Linked DNA regions of Anas platyrhynchos: region 1 is linked to region 2. Evidence: chromatin contacts called from public Hi-C data. All regions are on one chromosome and are shown on one strand. Each heading gives the region's core, a stretch centred on a gene start, on an enhancer-like site or on the middle of the called end of the contact. The rest is flanking DNA. Distances are from core to core; before and after follow the strand shown.

Region 1 (6,312 bases), core at 631-3,130, 88 kb before region 2:
TTAAATGACTCGCAGCCCTGAAATCTCTTCCCTGGTTTACAGCTGTGTAAGCACAGGAGAAGATATGAAAGAGATAGTAAAAATGTGAAAGAAATCCTACCAAGAACAAATGCCGAGGGTGCTTGTTTTTCCCAGAGACTTTCATCAATGTTCCCTCTTTTACAAAGACCTAAAAGGAAAAAAACAAAAACAAAACAAACAAACAAACAAACAAACAAAAAAACACACTTGTAATCCTGAGACTGCATTCTGAAACTTTCTGAGAAAAGAGAACATTCCTCATGTAGAAGGAGGCACTCTTAACTGCTTTCATCAGCCTAGTAACAGATGGATACCTCAACATCTGCTTCTAGCCTGACTTTATGGCTTGCATTTGTATCAGTACTGAATGGCTTGGAAACCCATGTGTCAGACACCAGGCAGTACTCAGCCCACTGCGTCTGCACCATGGACTGCAAGGAGACTGTCACAGATTTCAAAAGTAACATATAAAGGGCTTCAGAAAAGAACTCATTCTCTGATTATGAAAAATAGACAAACTAAAAAGAAATGCTGAAACCTTTTCACATCCATACTATGCCTACATTAAACCTGAGTATGTTTGCAAGCATAATACCTTGTCTGTCCATATTGTTACTATGTGTGTAAACAGGACTGTACAGGTAACCAGCTAAAACAACGTACTCAAACTTAATTTCAATAACATTTGAAAAGGTCTAAAATAATTAAAGCAGCAGTGGATTTACAGACATCTACTCTTTTCTAATGGAGAGCAGGATCTGTTGTAATTTTCTACTCTAGAATTGCGCTGAGGTTTGCAGAATTTATTAATTCACTACTTGGCAAGGACAAGTGAGGATACTGACGTTGGAGGAAAAAATAAGAGGATCACTGCAATGTTTGGTTGATGAGGATTCACAGACTAAGAGTATGCATGCCTTGAAAATTTCTTCATGAGTTTTGTTAAGGACAGTAGTGGGATGAAGGGGAATTTAGGGTTGCAGAACTCTAGAAAGAAATCTTTTCAAGTGTAGAGGCAGGTTGGGCCTGAGGAAACTGGAAAGGTTTGAAAGAAAGGAGGATAAATTTGTATTTGATGTGAATGGCAAGACACAGCTATATAATTTCCCACTTTCTGTTCATGTGTTGCTTAAAAGTGATGTCTTGCATTAAAAGTTGCAAGTTTAGGCTGTGAATTAGGAGATTTCTTCTCAGAAAGAGCAGTCAGGCATTGGAACGGGTTGCCCAGGGAGGTGGTGGAGTCACCATCCCCGGGGTTGTTCAAAGAAAGGTTGGACCTGGTGCTTAGAGATGTGGTTTAGTGGGTGACATTGGTGGTAGGGGGATGGTTGGACCAGATGATATTGGAGGTCTTTTCCAACCTTAATGATTCTGTGATTCTATGAAAAGACTAACTGCAGAATGGTAAGAATAGAAAACTGAAAATAGGTAATTTCCCCTGATTTAGGGATCTAACCTACCCAAAAAAATTTGAGCCTTTCCAGGCTGTAAGGAATTTCTGCTCGTACTTCAAACCTTTCAACAAGAATATGTAAGAAGGAAAACAGCAGCTCCTCCAAAACACACTACATGGGGTGACTGAGGACAGCTGGAGTGAAAAATCAAATAGCCGTTCTGTGTAAAAACGGCTAATGCCTGTCTTTGCAAGTGCAAGGCTCTCAACATGCAGTGCTCCTGAACACTACCAGAGTGATGGCTTTTTACATAAACCAGTGCTACAACTCTTATCACAGTGGGTCAGTAAACAACACCTGTAGATGTCTGAAATCTGGCCATCCACAGAGGCAGAGATAAAGCTGGCCAGAAACAATGTCCTTATCAGCATAGGTCTGCCTGCAGTACTCACCCTTCCTGGCTGGAGGAGGCCCCTCTGCCCCCTCACACTGTACTCAATGTGTACCAGCTTCTGCAGGTTTTCCTAAGAGAGAGAAACAACATTTAGGAGACCACATGGTGATTGCTTTTAGAAAAGCAGGCAAACCTTCCCTCAACCCTCCTCACCATTTTATTTCTCAAACGCATTAAAGTAATATTACTGAACTGGGTTTCAGAGAGAATTGAGCTCATGGAATTTAGGTGCACAAAGTCTTCTTCCAGCCTCATAGGTTTTATGAAACCTTATCACCTGCATTCACATCTGCTTGGCCTTCTACACTCCTGTCATTTTTGATACTTCTTTAGCACTTCCTCTGTACCTCAGTTCACTTTCAAAAGAGCCTGCTTACTCCATGCAGTATTTATACTTTGGTCTCTTTGCTGACTTTCTTTCTCTTGGAACCAGTAAACTGGAAACAGAGACAAAGTATAATATCTGCTCCAAAGGCTTGTTCATTAGTGGCATGACATAGATAATCCAAAGCATGATTTGATACAAGAAGATCATTGCTAGGATTATCTGGAGGTTTATATTCTGTGCTAACAGATTAGTGACTTTGCACTACGGAATCTGGAAGTTAACTAGTAAGCAGGCAATACAGTTGCATCTCTTTTTTGATACTTTGCAAAGATCAGGAAGCCCATTATCAAACTCTGATGCTACTATCTGCCTACTTGACTTGAGAGCACAGACAGTGGGCACTGGCATGTGGCATGAATTTATCTAAAAAGATGGTAAATAAATTTAATCTAACTAAGCTTCTGCTCTCATAAAAAGATTGTATTGGATAGAAGAGGGGTCTGTATATGTGAAATATTGTTAGTCTTTTCAAATCTCCTTCCACTTAGTAGTTAATGCTGCTAAAACCCAAGCTTGTACGTAGGATTCAGCCGTGGTTTTAACTAGTCCAGAAAGTAGAATGGGCTGCACAGCAGCAATCACTAGAATATGTCTAAAAGTTATGTCTCTTTTGTCCAAGTTAGCCATTGTGTCCTAAGTCCTCAGTTACATACACAGAAAAACTACAAACTAAGGACCACATTTTATATACCTTCATCACCTGGAAGCCCTTGACAACTGTTTTCTGCTATGGCAGATAATAGTTTCTTTACCTGTGCTCCATTGACTGTCCTTAAGCTATCCCTGGGCTTAGTTAGACTCTATAGATTAAACAATGTAATCAAGGATATATCTACCTGATTGATACAAATCAGTGGTGCCTATAGAATCAGCTAATTAAGAAAGCTATCACAGATAACAGAAGGAGCACGTCCATATCAGCATGATGGTCTGTCAAGGCTAATATATGCTGGATTTCATCTATCAATTAATGTAGCTATCTCAGCTTGCTTTTTGAGATAAGCCTGAAATACCTGTGTATGTTACTGCTCTGAAGAAATATTACACTTGTTAAACATGATATTAGGTTCAGTAACCACATACCAAACACACTGAAACACCTACAAGCCTTGAGTAACTCAGGGCTGCATTGTGACCATGCAATATAACTGGCAGTTGATGCACTTTCAGCCATCAAGTATCTCTTTTGCAATGCAGAAACTAACAAATGGAATTTTTTAGGTCACTTCAGAAATAATATAGGCTAGCAAAATGGAAACTATATATAAACTAATAGCACAGGAAACACCAGGGATCATAAGACAGCTGAAATTTGCAAAAGAAGATTGCAAAGGTCCCATAACTAAAGGGTATTTTAGCCCTTGCAAAACTTGTCAAATTGACAGCTTCCATAATGAAGCCCCATTCTTCATAGGATGGGTTGGGTTGGAAAGGACCTTAAAGATCATCTAATTCCAAACCCCCTTCCATGGGCAGGGACACCTCCTACCACACCAGGTTGCTCAAAGCCCCAGCCAGCCTGGCCTTGGACACTTCCAGGGATGGGGCATCCACAGCTCCTCTGGGCAGCCTATGCCAATGCCTCAGAAACTGATTAAAGAATTTCTTCCTAATATGTAATCTTAGTCTACTCTCTCTTAGTTTAAAGCTGTTGTCCCTTGTCCTATCACCACATTAAATGACAAAGAGCTCATCCCCAGCTTTCCTGCAGCTCCCTTCAGGTACTGTAAGGCCACTGTAAGGTCTCCCTGTAGCCTTCTTTTCTCCAGGTTGAACAACACCAACTTCGTCAGCCTGTCTTCAAAGGAGAGGTGCTCCAGCATCTTGATCATCTTTGTGGTCCTCCTTTTGATTCATTCTAATAGCTCCATGTTCTTCTTGTGCTGGGGGCCCTGGAGCTGAACGCAGTGCTCCTGGTGGGTCTCACAAGAGCAGAGTAGAGGGACAGAATCCTCTCCCTTGCCCTGATGGCCATGCTGCTTTTGATGCAGCCCAGGGTATGGTTGGCTTTCTGGGCTACAAGTGCGCATTGCTGCCTCATGTTGAGCTCATCCACCAACATCCCCAGGTCCTTCTCCTCAGGGCTGCTTTCAATCCATTCTCCAAGCAGTCCGTATTTGTGCTTGGGATTGCCCCAACCCAGATGCAGGACCTTGCACGTGGCCTTGTTTGAATCTCATTAAGTTCATACAGGCCAACCTCTCAAGCCTGTCCAGGGTCCTCTATGTGGCATCCCTTCCCTCACAGGTTGGTGTTGTCAGCAAACTTGCTGAGGACACTCAACCCCACCTCATATCCAGAAGAAGCAGTGTCTTCTTGTGAGTACACTCCCGGTAAGTGTTAGTAGTACTCAGTGGGGTTTCTACAAGAGAGAGGGGAGAACTCAGTTGCTGCAGATCAAACACACCACAGCTTCTCTGAGGACTTCTGGTAGGGGTGCCTGTAATAATGCTGACTTTTGCAATATAGACACATGTTCACCAGGAAATGGACAGAGATGTATCAGACTCATTTCCTGTAGGAAGTCAAATGATCATCACACGTGAAGGACTGTGATTTATCTGGAAATGTAAGAAGCTGAGGAGGACATAGTTTTCTTATGGCTCCCTAAAAAAACTCTTTATATAGTTTTCTTCATTTTGCTCAAAACTCCGATCATTCTCCTTTCAAATACCCTTCACAAGCAATGATTCAAAAATGAAGACAAAGCTCCACCCACTTAGTACTGAAGATGTGGGGTGACTGAAATCCTTCTCTAAACAGGTTAGCAGTGGACTGCAACTTCCATGAGGCAAGGAATATATTTTCATAGTGTCTATGAAGGGGCTCTGCATCCCAAAGAAATTCACCAGCTGTTAAGAGCAACAATGATTTACAATTCTCAGCATCTCAGGGCCTCTAACAGGTTGTAGAAGTTCAGAGAGCAATGCAAACCCTGTTTAGTTCAAGTAGTGAATGTCTCCTAGAGTTACAGATATACTTAGTACTATGTGGTGATGATATGCCTTATGCCTCTGTTTATGTATCTATGAATTGCAAATAATATTTTTCTACTTGATAAAAATGCTATGGAGATAGCTAATATAACAAAGTATCTGAAAATCCTGGGTTAATAATTCTGAGGGGAAAAAATGCTGTAGTGTTATTACAAAGCAAAAAAGCTAATAATGAATCTTTGATATTCTGCAGAAAACATAGATAATAATTCAGTGTTCTTGTCAGATTTTTGGACTGTAGTTTGATGAGTTAATAAATGGTAGCAGAAATCTTCCTCTTTCCAGGTACATGTCAAATCTAAATTATTACTTCGAACATCAGCTGGGTATATGCCAAGTTATAAATGTTCTATATTGACTGACACTGTTCAGTTTGCTCTATAATTAGAGTCATTTTTTAAATTCTTTGCATTTTTGAAAATCTGAGAGAAAGAACAGAATTGCTGGTTATGGATTTTATGTATGTTATATTAATTCAGGAGGACAATCTCTGATTTAACAGAATACTGAATTTTGATTCTCATGAACAGGCCTCTTCTCAAAACCCGCAGCATTCACACAGATGGGAAAAAAGGAAACTTTATTTCATCTCTTCTAGGCCATAGCTTCAAAAAGAGCAGATGTGCTCTGATGATATGATAAAAATGAAGTGTAAAAATCAATGTGGAATGTGTGATGAATTTTTTCCAACACGGTCATTATTAATAGCAATTATCAATAAAGTCTATTGCATCCGTAAAACTCAGAGGATATAGTGATGTTCTTCAAATGAAAGCATATAATCATTGCACAGTAATGCAACACAGTAAATGTAAGTCTATCCCTCAAAATATGGAAGAGCTACAAGCTAACCACTACCACTTCAAATGAAGCTCTATGTTCCTTAGCCATAGACATCAGGGAATCTGTATTTGCCCCTTTGACAGCTTTTGCTTACTACCAAATTTAATTCCTGCATGGCTTGTGAGGTGCCTAGAACAGAAGTAGGGAACAGAATTTAGGTGAAATCCAAAATTGGGATATTTGGTTTAAATCAAAGACCATGGTACAGCAAAAACA
Region 2 (6,446 bases), core at 2,469-4,968:
ATAGACTGCTTGCATTAAGCCAGAGAAAAGTTTGGGTTTTGGCTTTGGCTGTACTATGGACCTGATGTAGTCTACAGAGAATAGTGGCTACAGAGAATACACATAAAAATAGTGGCTCCAGAGAAGTAGCTCCTTCATCCTCCAAACCAGGAACTTTCTGGAGGGCAGTCTGCCAGGAGCCCTCCAGCAATATTGCTCTGACTACTCTGACTGGCGTGGACACAGCTGGTCTCTGCCCATGTACCCATCCTTGGCTGACCATTCTACTAGCCAGTTATTTACAGAAACTAGATAAACAAGTGGGTTTTTAGATTCTGTTCTCCATGGATAGCTTTGATGACATCCATCCATGACGAAGGAAAACTGTCTGACCACAAGGCAAAAGTACACTCTATAGTACTAAAGATCTGAGCAGCACAAGACCTGAGTGACTTCCAGTGAGCAGGGAAAAAAAACAAACAAACAAACAAACATGTTTTTCCTTCGTATTTCAGTGAAAAAGTGACCCACTTGTTTATGGCTTTTAAAAAAGGTACTATTTTTATGTGTTTTGCCAACAGCTGATAAATATTCTTGTGGAAGAACTTTCAAAGAAAAACATGTTTTTCAGTCTATACCAACCTTTAACGTCCTTGCTTCACACAATCACAAGAGAGAGTGAGCAGTGAGGAAGGTGGGGGTAGTTGTGCCTTTTACCATAGTTCTTTTTTTTTTTTTTTTTCTAGATCTACTTTTGTTTACAGATGTAAGACAAGGTAAAATACGTTCTCCTTCATTAAGAAAGAAAACCACAGATACTTTTTCTGCCAGCTTAAAAAAAAAATATATATATATATATATATACACACACACTTCTGCTCCAACAGTCAAGCTGATGACCTGCATTTCATTTCTAAATAATGTTTTAAACATGCAAGTATTTTCCAGATTGACAGCTGAATGGGTGTTTGTGGGAGATTCTGGTTTTGGAGAATAAGTGCAAAAATTATGAAGAAAAGATGTAATTTGGGTTTTGTTACAACAAAGGTTTTAAACTAAGAGAGGGGAGATTTAGGTTAGATATTAGAAAAAAATTCTTTACTCTAAAAGTGGTGAGGCACTGGGACAGGCTGCCCTGAGGAGTGGCCTGGATGTCCCGTCCCTGGATGTCCTGTCCCTGGAGGAGTGTCCAAGACCAGGATGACTGGGACTTTGAGCAACCCTGTCTGGTGGTAGGTGTCCCTGCCTATGACAGGAGTTGGAACTGGATGAGCTTTAAGGTCCCTTCCAACCCAAACCATGCTATGGTTCTATGATGTTCTTAGAAGTATTGGTTTGTCTGTGCAAATCCATAATCTGATTCTAAATTCAGAAATGGTTCTGAAGTTACCAGCATAGCAAAAGCAGAGGAACTGGATAGTATTAGCTTATGTATATTGCATTGTGTGGATTACGCTTCTAACAGAGTAACTTGTAACAAACGTCTTGGGTCTTATTTAGACAAATGCATGACATCAAGATGGGCTTTTCTTAATATATATGATATAGATAAACCAAATGGAACTGTGTTTACAGTTGCTAATTATAGTGGTGCAAGACCTCAGGTCAGAATGACAGTACTGTCCCTGTTCTATAAAATCACTTCACATGTACGTAACTTTACAAACATGTTTAGTTGAGTGTGTGTGAATATTTCAGATGCAGTCAGTGGACCTGAATGCTTTATAATATTCTAATCTGTTCTTTAATTCTGTGGAGTCCAGCCTGAGCTCATTTGGGCTTGGCCTGCAGAAATGCTGTCTGCAGCTCTAGTCGCAGCTGTAGGTGCTGTGGATGTTAATGGGTCAGAAATATTTAACTGGGCTTGCAAAAATCTGAAGAATCTGAATTTTAGTAGCCACCTTGTAAGTCTCTTTATGGGTGTTTTCTGCTTTAAAATTTTTATTTGCAACCTAAATCTACACATTCTATCTAATTAAAATATTTTGACTTCTTGATGGAGTAATAAGAATGGATAGCAAATTATATGAATTTGGACGGGGCTATTGTTTTGAATTTGACCAAAAGCCATATGCCTAGATAAGCGATCTTGTTCAGATAAAACACATTGGTATTGGGAATTTTTAAGAAGGAAAAAGTGAAATAAAATCTGGGGTCTTAGCAAACCTCTTCATAGTGTAGTAGGTCTTGGTAAAATAAAAATACTTGGTCTAGCTTGACAGTCTGTCTAGTGAAACTGAAATACAAAGCAACAGTGGTTTTAATGCATCTTAGAACTTAAGTATTGTGACAAATAGCATTCCCTGTTATTTTTGGGGCAGCTGACGTTTATCCCTCCGGTCTTAATGAACAGCATGAATTTCCATCTCCTTCAGTTGGTCATTTATGTGATATATTGTGCTGATATGTTATTACTTAATAACAGTAATAACAGTAATAACAAAATGTAAGTGTTGTCAGTGACATGCTGGACAGGGTGTAATATGCAAGGTGAAAGCTTGCTTTTTAGCTGGGTATTGAAAAAAAAAAAAGCATAGAGACTGTTAATGTGGATGCCATTGTGAGTTGCTTCCTATCTAGTTCCACAGTGTGCAGGACATATCCCTTCCCAGCTGTTCGGGTGCTCTAAAGCTGTGCATGGTGCATCAGACTGATTGAGTGCAATTTCTGAAAGACAGGGGATGAATGCCTGGACAGGTCATTCAGCTCATGACCATCACATTTATTGTACCTTTCCCAAGGATCTGGGAGGCACATTGGGGATGTAACTTTGACAGGAGGACAAATTCTCCAGGTCATGCAGAGTGTGGCTGAGCAGGTCGGTTGTCAGTTTGCGTACGCCCACCTGTTGTACTTCTGCCACTGCTGGCTCTGCTCTCTGAGCCATTCAATCTGCCGTTGATTTCAGTGTGCCCATTTTCCCCAAGGAACATTCTGCTTTCTTCTTATTCTTAATACCTGTTGACCTCCTCCTGTTGAGATGCTTTTGGAAAGGCTGGTGGGGTCTATACCCATTCCCTACAGCAGCCTTACATTCAGGTCATGAGTATTTTGGCAGTGATTTCTCCAGCAAAAAAGTCACCAGTGGTAGGCAGAGATGAACACTCTCTTTCCCTGACCAGGCAGGTGCAGCGGGCTACTTTCCAACACATGCTTCTGATCAAGTAACTGCTGATGAGCACCACAGGGAAATTATGAGTTAATGTTGTACCTATTTACCTCAGAGTTCTGGGAAAGCAACAGAAGTCTCCTTAATCAAACAAACAAACAAACAAACAAACAAAACAAAACAAAAACAAAAAAAAAAAACAAAAAAAAAAACCAAACAAACAAAAAACCAGCACTGCTGTGTAATTATTTCCTTGGAAGAGCAAATTTCCTGTTTTCAACCTGTCAGAAGAGTTTCCTCACCCCCCTGTGAAGCTTTCACTTTGACAGGCACATCAGACAGTGTTGGCTGCTCCTTGCCTGGGGCTACCAGCTGCAGTTGCTGTGGGGCTGGCAGAGGCCCTGGCAGCTGACTCTGCCCATGTCCCTTGCCCAAGGCACTGCCCCTTGGCTCTGCACCCCCTGCCCTAGGCTGCCGTGGAGCAAGGGGCTGCAACTCCTTCTCAGGCTGCCTGGCAGATGCAGCCTTTCCTTTGCACTGTCGAGGGAGATGCTGTCAGCACTAGCTTGAGCATATAAATACAGCTGCTGTTTATCGCCTTGTTTTTCAAGGAAAGCCTTCGGTACATTCAGAGACACAGGGAATTTCCACTATTTTTCTCAACACTTCCCCCTCCCTTGGCCTTCAGACACACACATTGTGTTGTTTTGACGTAATTTCAAGCAAATATTTTGCCACCGAGAGGCAGTGCAGGGTCACAGAGGTCCTCCAGGCTTGGGCTTTAGGCTTTCAGCCCTCTCCAATAAACAATGGCCCTATAATTCATTAAAACTCCCTTTTGATTACTTTTTCCTGTTTCTGATTGTTTTGGAGCAGCAGGGGTGGATTCCACACTTAACAAACTTCTTTTTCCTGCTGCTAAATTTAAATGGCTCTGAACTGAAAGGAGTTGCTAGTCTCTTTGACGATAACCCCATCAAATAGAAATTACAACTGTAAACAAGATCTTAGGCTATTTATGAATGCTAAGAGGGAATTGTGACTTGATTTTGTGGAACAGTATTTATCTCTAGGAATTTTTGTTAACTGTTTTTTTTCTTTCCAGACAGAAAACTTCCCCCCAAAAATTCCCCAAATCCTAGTAATTCTTATCTGGGTTACTGTAGCCTCCTCATTTTTAGTGCATTTTTCACTGTCTGCTGCTTCACATCACTGATTCTGCACTCATATGTCTGTCTCTACAGTTTTGCAAAGTGTAGGTTTCTCCTGCATGCAAGTCCCCTGATTTGTATGATCTGCCAGCAAACTCCCTTGCCTAGCTGAGTTTCTTGACAATTTGGACATTCAATTCTTTCTTACACCAGGAGCAAACTCCTGAAGTTGTTCAACCACCTCCTTCTTCCTTGTAGGCCAGGTATAGATTAATCAATTAATAATTTTCTTCAATGACAGGAAGAACAATTTAGGAGATTTGCAAAGAAACAAATTTCAAGGAAAAAGATGTGCCTGTTTATCATAGAACAATAAAATGGGTTGCGTTTGGGGCCTTAAAGCTCATCTAGTTCCAACTCCTGCCATAGGCAGGGATACCTCCCACCAGACTGGGTTGCTCAAAGCCCCAGCTAGCCTCTGAGCATCTTCGTGGCCTCCTCTGGATGCACTCCAACAGGTCACTGGCCTGGGGCTGGGGGCCCCATAGCTGAATGCAGTGCTGCAGGTGGGGTCTCACAAGAGTGGAGTGGCGGGTGAGAATCACCTCCCTTGCCCTGTTGGCCACATTGCTTTTGATGCAGCCCAGGATAGGTACGCTTATGCATACACACACTTGTAGCATACATACTGCCCAAACACATCTATACCCTAACCTGGTTAATCTGAGCTAGTCAAGCACAGATTTTTTGTTTGTTTGTTTGTTTGTGTTTTAGGTATAGAGCAAACTCTTAAAATAACTAGTTGAAATGGAGTCTATATGCCATGTGTCTATATTGTCCATATGTAGACAAAAATAGATTATTTGTGATATTTTAAAACCTATGACAAAAATCTACTGGGGAACAAAGTATCAGCACGTATACAGATGCAGTATATATCCTGAAGGTCTCTCAATCAACTCAATATTGTTATTAGATAAGCAGGCCAGGGAAAAATACGCATTTCCTGCCCCAATAAATGACTTCTTAATAAGACTGGTACATCTTCAAGAAGCTGGTACTTTTATTATTTGTGTTTCCCTTGTCTCAGTTGTAAGCACTTTGTGAGCAGAATACCTGTAGGAGGATCCAGTGTGATATATCTTAGGTGGACTCTGTGCCTAAAAGGCAGAATAACAAAAAGACACATCCTAGAAAGTATTACACAGCTTTATCATTTTAGTAGCCTGGCTACCAAAGCTGTCCTTTGCAGTGCTATGTAGTCCTGCAAGGATTGCTACCACAGTAATGAAGCCATGGATGCATTACTATGATGCACTGCAAAGATAGGGAGAAAAAACTGTTGCTGCCTGCTATAGGGCTGACTGCCTGATGCTGGTGTGCAGCTGACAAGAACACAGCTCTGTGCACTGGGACATCCTCATTCTCAGCAGGTTTCCAGTGGTTTCACCAGCATTACACTAGAGGCAGTTGGCCTTACCCTTGTCTTCCAGCCACCTCCCAGGAATATGCTCCTGTAATTACAGGACTTTAGGTGTTATGTAATTGATGTCGGTTAAATAACTAATTGGCCAAGTCTTCAAGTGACTAATAATAGCAGCTGATAGCCAATACATATGGTATCTTAACATATTGGTATAATCTGACCACCTAACTACCTCACACTGCCTGTGTTCTGTTAGGTTACAGACTAGTTTTGAAGATCTGAGGTTTTCATCATATTTGACTAGACTTTGTTTGTCAGGCATCTAAACATATAAGATTTGTTTATGGATATATGTACATATGTACATGTATGTGTATACACCCATACATTGATTATTGTATATGTATATACACTCGTGTTTATTGCATATAAACATGTACACACACATAATTGCTTTTTAAGAAGCATTAAATAAAAGAACATGCATTTGCAGGGGACAAATGTCCTAAACAAACCTTAAATTGAAAAGAAAAATATTTTTTCCTGTAAAATAAATAGTTTTCTGCTTCCCATCTCTCTACTTCCCATCAACAAGCAATGTTCCTCCATGTGCTGGGAAGCATGGTCTCAATATGCGTAGCAGTTGTTTGGAAGAACAGATGTCTTCATAAAAAGAGCCTTTTCAGAAAGGTCTTTTCTTAGATTTAGTTAAAAATTGAACTAACTTTTCAGATCTGAGTAAATCTAGTACACATTAAGTTTCACTTTTTGTTTAATTTAT

The links. Hi-C and Micro-C count contacts between places; a contact is called where the count stands out from the background.
Region 1: a contact with region 2 is called in a Hi-C map of F1 follicle, with 1.8 times the contacts expected there. The contact joins two enhancer-like sites. A contact is called at or near these places in 3 of 8 Hi-C or Micro-C datasets (F1 follicle, liver and subcutaneous adipose tissue).

What each region holds. Positions count from the first base shown.
Region 1 is chr13:280,964-287,275 of IASCAAS_PekinDuck_T2T, reverse strand. It overlaps FGD5 (FYVE, RhoGEF and PH domain containing 5), which reads right to left. Exons shown (of 20, transcript XM_072044560.1): 11 at 101-169. Among named protein-coding and RNA genes, the nearest start is that of NR2C2, 31 kb to the left of the region's middle. Within about 2 kb of position 1,880, at least 1 of the 8 cell types and tissues checked has an H3K27ac peak or open chromatin away from gene starts, as enhancers often do.
Region 2 is chr13:194,848-201,293 of IASCAAS_PekinDuck_T2T, reverse strand. No RefSeq gene overlaps it. Among named protein-coding and RNA genes, the nearest start is that of FGD5, 11 kb to the left of the region's middle. Within about 2 kb of position 3,718, at least 3 of the 8 cell types and tissues checked have an H3K27ac peak or open chromatin away from gene starts, as enhancers often do.